2 separate regions of the Mus musculus genome follow, and region 2 is linked to region 1. A link is a contact called in public promoter capture Hi-C data. All regions are on one chromosome and are shown on one strand. The core of a region is the stretch at or near the end of the contact, and the rest is flanking DNA. Distances in the headings are between cores, read along the strand shown. Region 1 holds the start of Iqcf5 (IQ motif containing F5). Region 2 overlaps Cacna2d2 (calcium channel, voltage-dependent, alpha 2/delta subunit 2).

Region 1 (4,265 bases), core at 1,203-3,702:
ATTTGGGAGGCAGAGGCAGGCAGATTTCTGAGTTTGAGGCCAGCCTGGTCTACAGAGTGAGTTCCGGGACAGTCAGGTTTACACAGAGAAACCCTGTCTAGAAAAAAAAAATCCAAAAAAAAAAAAAAAAAAAAAAAAAAGCAAACACATTTAGGTGTTGTAATGTATACCTATGATCTGGAGATATGGGGGCAGGAAGAGTTCCAAGGTTCAAGTTCACCCTTAACTACATAGTGAGTTTAAGGGTAGCCTCTGCGTGTGCATGAACATGCACACAGCATGCAAACACTACACACACACACCCACACACACATGCACGCATGCATATACCACACACACAGACACCACACATGCAAATACATATACATATGCATGCAAATACTATATACACGCACACATAAACCACACATACATATACCACACACACACACATGCAACACACACAGACATACATTCATATACCATACACATACATGGATATACCACACACACACACACACACACGCATACATCATACACTACACCACACAAGCACACACACATACAAATACACCACAGACACACACATGCATGCATGCAAACACTACACACACATATACCAAACACACATGCAATACACACAGATACACATTCATATACCATATACATACCCACACACACACATGTATATACTAGACACACACATGCACACATCATACACTACACCACACAAGCACACACACATATATACCACACATGCATGCATGCAATAACTATACACACATACCACACACACCCATGCAACACACACAGACACATTCATACACCATACACATACACCCACACACATGCATATACCACATACACACATGCATATGTCTCACACTACACCACACAAGCACACACACATACTTCCCCACTGAGGCTCCTTCTCAGTAGTGCCCCTCAGAGCTGATTTGCCAGGCACTAGTGTGATTAAAGCCGTGTTGGTCCTAATAGTGACTTGGAAATCCTTCTGCTACAGAGCAGAGAATACGGGTGTAGCAGACCTGATCACTCTTTTATTGGTAGGGTTATGCACTGTTCCACCTTACAAGCCTGTGAGCCCAGGGAAATCTCAAGTTGAATATTCAGTCGGTTTTCTTTGATTTCATAGTTGCCCTGAATAAAGCCACGAGTGTGACAACTATGCCAACGCCAATAAACCTGGATGATGCGAACAGCATTCAGCAAACGACAGTATCGATGACGTATGTGCCACATCCTGAACCAGGACTGCAGTTTGACTATTGCCCACGTTTTTCGAGCGTATAACTCCAGAGCCATCCGCCGTTTCTTCCCTTGCAACATTATCATTATCTTTCTCCACCAGCACTGAATGATCCACGCGCTGAGGGCAGCATGCAGCAACGTGCGTCGTAGTAGTGTGCCACGCCACCATGCTTGGATGCGCACAGCCGCAGATGTTTCTGTCATGGCCGTAGACTTTTCTGGGCCTTGCAAGAGAGAACAGACCACTTAGGACACTTAGGGAGCTCAGGGTGAGCCAGACAGGAATCCCGATCCTCTATCTAGGAAGTTCAAGAGCTGCAGAACCCTGCAGGGCCACAGATGCACCCGGGAGACCAGCTAAATTGAACTTCCTGTGGTACATGCCAGTTAATCAGCTTGAATACACCAACCTAACATCTGAGTTTCTGGACATGTACCTGTTATGATAATAACTGTTGTGATAATAATTTAAAACTTTCTTTCTGTGTTTGGGAAGAAAGTAGATTAGAAAGCAAGAATGCTTTCCCTTGTGCTAAGTGAACTAGACTCAGTTTCTGGGGTGTGTGTGTATGTGTGTGTGTGCGTGTGTGTGTGTGTGAGAGAGATACAGGGTCTCACTATGCAGCTCTGGCTGTCCAGTAACAGGCTGGCCTTGAACTCATAGAAATCTGCCTGCCTCTGCCTCTCCAAGTGCTGGGATTAAAGCTGTGGGCCACTATACCTAGTTATTTATGGCCTTTGTTATAAAACCCCTCCTGTGGTAACTAGGAGACATTTACTGAGCCCTATGAAGTGTATCCAACCTTTAGACATTGTGAATTACTTTGTCACCTTCTATGTTCACACAGAAAAAGAAAAACAAAGCAAAGACAAAAACAACACGTGATTGAGTTACAAAACAAAATCAATCACACACATAAACCTCAGAACACTTTAAGGAAGTTTACAACTTTATATTGGGCCACGCTCCTAGCTAGCCTCATCCGCAGACTGTACATGGGCTGTGAGTTGACCATTCCTGGAAAGATCAATCTCTTATAAAACATTCAGTCCCCTGAGATAGGCATGCATGGCTAAACCTCCCCCCTGAGATCTGAATTCTACAAATTACCCATGGTTAGGGGCTAGATGTTCCCATCACCCTCCGGTCTGCTCTCCTAGCTCTGATCCAGCAGACAGAGTAGATGGAAGGAGTGATGACGTCATAAGGGTGCCTATGACACAGGCACCAGGACGGCTTCCAATAACCAACATTCTCAGCACCTGTGTTGTGTGTCACTGGCTATGACCGGAGGGTCCAATACACCCATATACAAATTCTCATAACCCACACCTTTATACCACTCAAATCTACTTGCTTCCCACAGTATGTTTTTACTCCTTCAGAAAGCTTCTTTGGGGCTAGAGAGATATGGTTCAATAGTTAAGAGCCCTGGGCAATGCTCCAGGGGACCTGGGTTCAGTCCCCAGCATCCATATGGTGGCTCACAACTGTTCCAAAGAACCCAAAGTCCTCTCCCAGCTTCCATGAGCACTACACACGTGATGCACAGACATACATGTAGGCAAATACTCATAAAATAAGAATAAATCTTTTCTTAATAGCATCTTTGGACTAGGAAGAGAGTTCAGATATTAAGGTGATAGCTATGTAAACTTTGATCCCCAGAACCTGCATAAAATAACTGGGCTCAGTAGCACATGTTTGCAGCTCCAGGGCTACAGAGGTAGAGGAGACAGAAGGATGCTCCCCAGCCCCCAGTGCACCACCATCATGCAAGACAGTTTTGGTGTGTGTGTGGGGGGGATCCCGAATATCTATCGGGGCAAGGCTTTGTAGTAAGCAGCAAACAGAGAACACATGTGCAAGCATCGAGGTGGAAGGCTATTGTGGTCTGTATCATAAACTTAACTTCTGCTCCCCTATGCATTGGTGGTCGTTAGGCAGGGGGTGGGCTTGTAACCTGGGAGTGCAGGTTTGTTGGGGAAATAACCTGGAAACTCTGGTCTTGTTGGGGATTAGCCTAGAGACTGGAGCTAGGCTCAGGTTTGGGGGCGGGGAGGTGGCGACAGGACTTGGAAACTAATGCTAAGTACCAGCCTGTTAATGGGGTCTAAATTTAAAAGATTTTTCATTTCAGGTTCAATTCTCAGCAGCCACATGGTAACTCACCACCATCTGTAACTTCAATCCACCACCCTCTTCTAACCGCCAAGGGCACTGCATGCACAGCCTATACTGACACACATACGTATAAAGTAATTAATGATGGAATGTAAAGAAACTAAGATAAAACAGTATTAATAAATGATGCAAGCCACCATCTTTCCAGCTCACGGAAAAGCAGTGAGCACAAAGGATGAGAGCCTTCAGCGGCACATCTCCGCACAGCAGACTCTTTTCCCAAAACTAAAATGTGATGACGGAGTTGCAAAGAAAATGAATTTCCAACTTGGTCGTGTGCTAACCAAACAAGGCAAGCTGTTACCCGGGAGTGTGCTTAATTAAATCAGTTTGATTGCTGCAGCTGAAGAAATGTGTCCAGAGAAAACAAACAGCGTTATTAGCCTTCCAAAGCTGCTCAGAGAACTGACGACACGAGGGGGAAACATCAGTAGCCAACTTCCCAACAGGGAGAAGGTTTTCAAGTGGTTTTCTTTGGCTCTTAATGAGTTGACAGACATACCAAGACAGACCAGCTGCTGTTACTGACAGGGCAAAGACCAGTTTTGAAGTGGCTGAGAACGAGCCTCTATAAATAGTATGTAGGAAACAAATATACTTGAGAATGTCTGTTGAGGAAGTCAAGGGGAAGAAAACCCAGCAGCACTTGACATAGACTCTTCCTAGAAGTGATAAGCCCAAAAGGGAGTGGGGGTGGGGTGCTGAAGAGGTGGGACAAGCTTATGAAAGGCCTAGGCTGAGCTCGAAGACAGAAGGTTTGCTTTGCACATTCATGTGCAAGGCCCTGGGGGTTTGATCTCACCAACCCAGACAGACGAAAGTGTGCAGT
Region 2 (4,265 bases), core at 923-3,422, 990 kb before region 1:
TGCATGGCATGCCTACCCATCCCTGGGCCTCTTCCTGTCTGAGAAACTTGGAAGTCCCTCAGGCTGCCAGCAGAGGGGTGACTCTTGCTGCAGGTGGATTGTCCCTACAGATATCTGCGACCACAAGGACATACCTGTATGACACACTGAAGCGAATACCCCCACATGCACACACGCCCACGCCACACCCATGCGCACACCCTCAGATCACAGTGAGTTGGGAAATGGGGACCATGCCCCCTCAGGCAGGCGATTACAGATTTAATTAAAAGTGACACAGTAAATAAAGAACATATAAAATGTAATTTGTGTGGGTAGCGAGGGGTGACTGGGGAGGGTGGTGTGGCTCCTGTTTTAATTAGTGTGCCTGCCTGTGATAGTGCCTCTCGACTGGCTCATGCAGGTGATCTGCTGGCATCCTGCTGGGGGCGGGGCTGGCTGACGTTGAGGGCGACAGGGGCTTCCTGGAAGACCCTAGGGTTCCCCCTTTTCCTGGAACCTATACAGTAGCTCTGCCTCCTTTGCCCCCATTTCCCCAGCATCCCAGCACACCATCCTCCACCTCCTCCAAACCCAGCAGATTTTGAGACTGTCCTATAGGTAGGTGCTCACATGGTAATGTCAGAACCAGGCAGGGCCTTCAATCTACTGCTGGAGGAAGTTCCTAAGGAACTGGAACAGTATATGGAGAAGATGCCTAGAGCCAAACACCAGATGAGGGGCCCCAGCAGTAGACTGGAGCTATAATGACTCCACTGTGCAAAGCTGTCCCACCCCTGGGACTTGGAATCTCAACCATATTTTCCTGGTCCCCCTTCACCACACTCTTGGCTATTGCAGGATAGAAACCATTTCCCATTCTTTCAGCTCTGGGCCATAGAGAGAAGTGGGTTAGTCAGGCCTGTGACTGTTGTCTACGGCAGCTGCCTTGCGGCCTTTAATCTCTGTGTCCACCTTATGCTGGCATTTCCCAGCCAGCCCCTCTTAATAGAGTCAGAGACGGGCAGGGGCGGCAAGGGGCTGTTCTGGGGGCATTCAGCCCAGCAGTGAGAGCAAGGGATGTATGTGTGCATGTATATGTGGGATATGTGTACACATAGGCTTAGACCATACCAGCAAAGAAGCTGTGTTTCAAGTTCTGCCAAGTGTGAAGGTCTATATGTGGGTAGGTCAGAGAAATGAACGTGTATGACCTTGGGTGCAGGGGACTGGCCAGAGGTAGGTGGCACTAGCTTTCTATCTCAGGGACCTGGAATGCTCAGGGAGTGGGCCCTACCCCACGTGGGTGGGAAGGGCTCTTCCCCCCTCCCCTTACACTTACAGCCTTTGTAGATGTCTGTGGGGATCTGCACAGCCGTGTATGAATAGTTGACTTTGTTCTTGAAGTTTGGGTCCTCGATGAAGTCCAGCCTTAAGGCGCTGGTCTTGGATCCCCTCTCCATATCTTCACTCTCAGGGTCATCCTGCAGAAAGCACCCCCACCCGTGTCAGGAAAATGGTGAGTGGGTTGGTTAGGCTCGCAGGTGAGGACAGGGAGGGCCAGAGTCCAGAAGACAGGGTCATCTTAAGGGCAGAGGTTATTGTAGAGACAAGAGACAGATGGAGAGACATGGGAGAACATGGGTACAGCATATGGACCCCTTATCCAGAAGGCTTCCCTGGGTGAATTTGCCTGCCTTTGCCCATCCATTTGCCAAATCACAGCTAAAACCAAAACCAAATGACCCCTTCTCTACATCCTTGAAAGGCAACTGTCAGTGAAGGAGGCAAACAGGAGAGCCAGTTAGGAGTGGGCTGCAGACTTCTGCTTCCAAGGACACGCCTTGTGCAATTACAGCAAAGCCTTGGCAGGCAGCTTTGCACCCCCATACTCCCCGCTGAGTCCCACCCTTCCCCCCCACCCCCGCCGTATACCGGCTCCTTTAGTACCAGACAGTCCTAGCCCCATTTGGGGAACCATCTCCCATAGCAGGGTAGCTCTAGAGATGAGTGGGGGCTAGTACAGAGACCGAGTGACCTACAGAGGGAGGGTCTACCATGCCCGCTAGCAGCAGGACTATAAAGGCCCCCGTTGATTTTCTAAAACAAGCTGCAGCTGCCTGACAGGTGCCAATTATGGTATCTCTCGGCCAGGCAAGCTGGGCATGCGCTGTGCAGCCCCCCAACCCCCAGCCGCCTACTACTACAGGCTGGCAGGAGTGGCGCCTTGGCTACAGAGACGATGCTGCCGCCCATGGGGGAACAGGCTCCAGTGCAGGTGTGCAAGCAAGGCAGGAAGATGCTGGAGAAAGTACAGAGGAAGAAGAAAAAGCCAGACAGGGAGGCAAGGGAGACGTGTGGAATGCTCCACACACTCCCACACCCTGTTTCCCCACCCAAGACCCTTTTGAGTAAGTTCAGCGCAGGCTCCATTTATCCTTTTCCCAATGGGTCTCCAGGGTTGCTCTTCCTTGGCTCCCTGAAGCCCAGACTTCTCCCTCCTAGAGCATTTCAATCTCTTGGTTACTGCCCAGGTCATTTCCACCAGGCCACATCCTAGGACACAGCTCTGAAGTGACCCGAGTCTGTCCCCTACCCATCTTTCAGGGATGGTTTTGGACATCAACATTCAAGCTGTCTATTGTCCTTCCTGCCCTTCACCGGGCACGCCCACCTCCTGCCCGCTTTGGGAAGCCCCTGGAATGTCCTTAGGTGCTGGGTAAAGCCAGGGTAGGCAGCTGCTGAGCATATGGGCTGGAGTAGGGAGCCAGCGGTCTGGGAGGTGTAAGCCACGTATGCTCCACTCAGAGGGAGAGGCGTGGGAGAAGAAAGCCCCCCCAAATGTCAGCGGCAGATGAAGGGCACTGAAAAATTTAATCTCCCAACTTTCCCAACTAATGTGACATTTGGATTCCATTCTGATAAGCCTTCAGCCTTCGAACTTTCTCCTTCTCTTCCCCCACCCCCACCTTCTGGCTGGCAATTTAAAAGTAAATGGTCTAGAAAGATCTCTAACTGTACCTCTGGCAAAGATTAAAAACAAACCAAACAAAACAACACAACACACTAAGCAGGGGACTTGGTGTGTGTGTGTGTGTGTGTGTGCGCGAGAGTGCACATGCACGAGCGCTGTTATTTATATCAGGCTTGGAGCTTCTGGCCTCACTGACCCTAGCCCAGGCCTGACTAGAGCAGTGCTTCCCTACTGGGTAGTTCAATCCCCCTGCAGGGCCGGGAGGCAGAGCGGGAGGCGTTTGGAGCCAGGGTTGGGGTCCTGGATAGAGTTGGGGGCTGCTGGAGGCAGGAAGCTGTGTCCTGGTCAGGATTTGGGTACAAGGCTGTCCAGGGGGGCTCTCAGTGCTAGCGGAACCTAGGAGTTCAGTGCGGTGGGCAACTGTAGTCTCCTGGTTTATATTTAATGTACTGATTGCTAAAATTACAGCCCGCTGCCGAGGGGGGTAAGGAATTAGATTCAGGGTCTAATTAAAGGTTCGCTCTTCATTTGAATTTCAGATTCCAGCTTTAATTTTAGCAACTTCTCCGGGAGCCACGGAGCTCAGCCAAGGGGAAATGCACCTGCTTGAGCCCACCCCCTCCTTCTCAGGCCCCCCACTTTCCCTAAGGCTTCCTAGGCTAACCTAGCATGATGGCCTCCCGCCCAGGTATCCTTTCCAGCCTTCCCACCCCTTGTGTCACAGGCTACCTCTGTATAGGCCAGGAAAGCCTCCAGGCCTCCAGGCCTCCGGGCCAGAAAAGGAGATGCTGGACCTTGGGTTTTTTGTATCAGCAAACAGAAATCAGTACTAGACACTATACCACTGCACCCACGCTGTTTACAGTTAGGTTCAACCACTGTGCTTTGGAGTCAGACACTGGTAAGTTCACAGAACACTAGCTACTCCCAAGTGCTCGAACCCAGGGACACTGTTGGTGTCCTCTGTGGCTCTCTTTGTCACCCCATAGTCATTCTTGCTGAGCCCTCTCATGATGGGGACCTCACCACCTTCCAAGCTAACCCAAGAAGACCTGAGGTCATGGGATATGGAAATAAAATGGTTTAGCTTCAGCGTTGCTGCTTCTGGGAGACTATCATGGTTCGAGCTGAGCCCCATCTGGAAACAGATGCAGGAACTGGGCTGCCTCTGTATTTGAAGCCACCAAGAGATGTGGGGCCAAGCAATGATAGTGAGGCCAGGCCATGGGTTCTCTACATAGCTTGATGCAAAGTTCCCCAAATCACAAGGAAAGGAGCCTCTACTGTCCTGGGCCAGGGCTTAGATGTCACC

The links. Promoter capture Hi-C pulls out the DNA fragments that hold promoters and counts their contacts.
Region 2: a contact with region 1 is called in a promoter capture Hi-C map of hippocampal neurons, with 5 times the contacts expected there. The contact joins the enhancer-like site here to the promoter of Iqcf5 in region 1. A contact is called at or near these places in 4 of 39 promoter capture datasets (embryonic stem cells, hippocampal neurons and liver) and 1 of 9 other capture datasets (embryonic stem cells).

The regions. Positions count from the first base shown.
Region 1 is chr9:106,512,760-106,517,024 of GRCm38.p6, reverse strand. It overlaps Iqcf5 (IQ motif containing F5), which reads right to left and starts at 2,452. Exons shown (of 2, transcript NM_029300.1): 1 at 2,363-2,452; 2 at 1,022-1,475. The coding sequence starts at 2,366. The coding sequence ends at 1,033. It also overlaps a transcript of Iqcf3 not described here.
Region 2 is chr9:107,506,393-107,510,657 of GRCm38.p6, reverse strand. Cacna2d2 (calcium channel, voltage-dependent, alpha 2/delta subunit 2) reads right to left here. Exons shown (of 38, transcript NM_001174049.1): 6 at 1,322-1,463. Among named protein-coding and RNA genes, the nearest start is that of Gm34037, 18 kb to the right of the region's middle. Within about 2 kb of position 2,172, at least 24 of the 459 cell types and tissues checked have an H3K27ac peak or open chromatin away from gene starts, as enhancers often do. A contact at or near this core is called in hippocampal neurons, where this site is marked.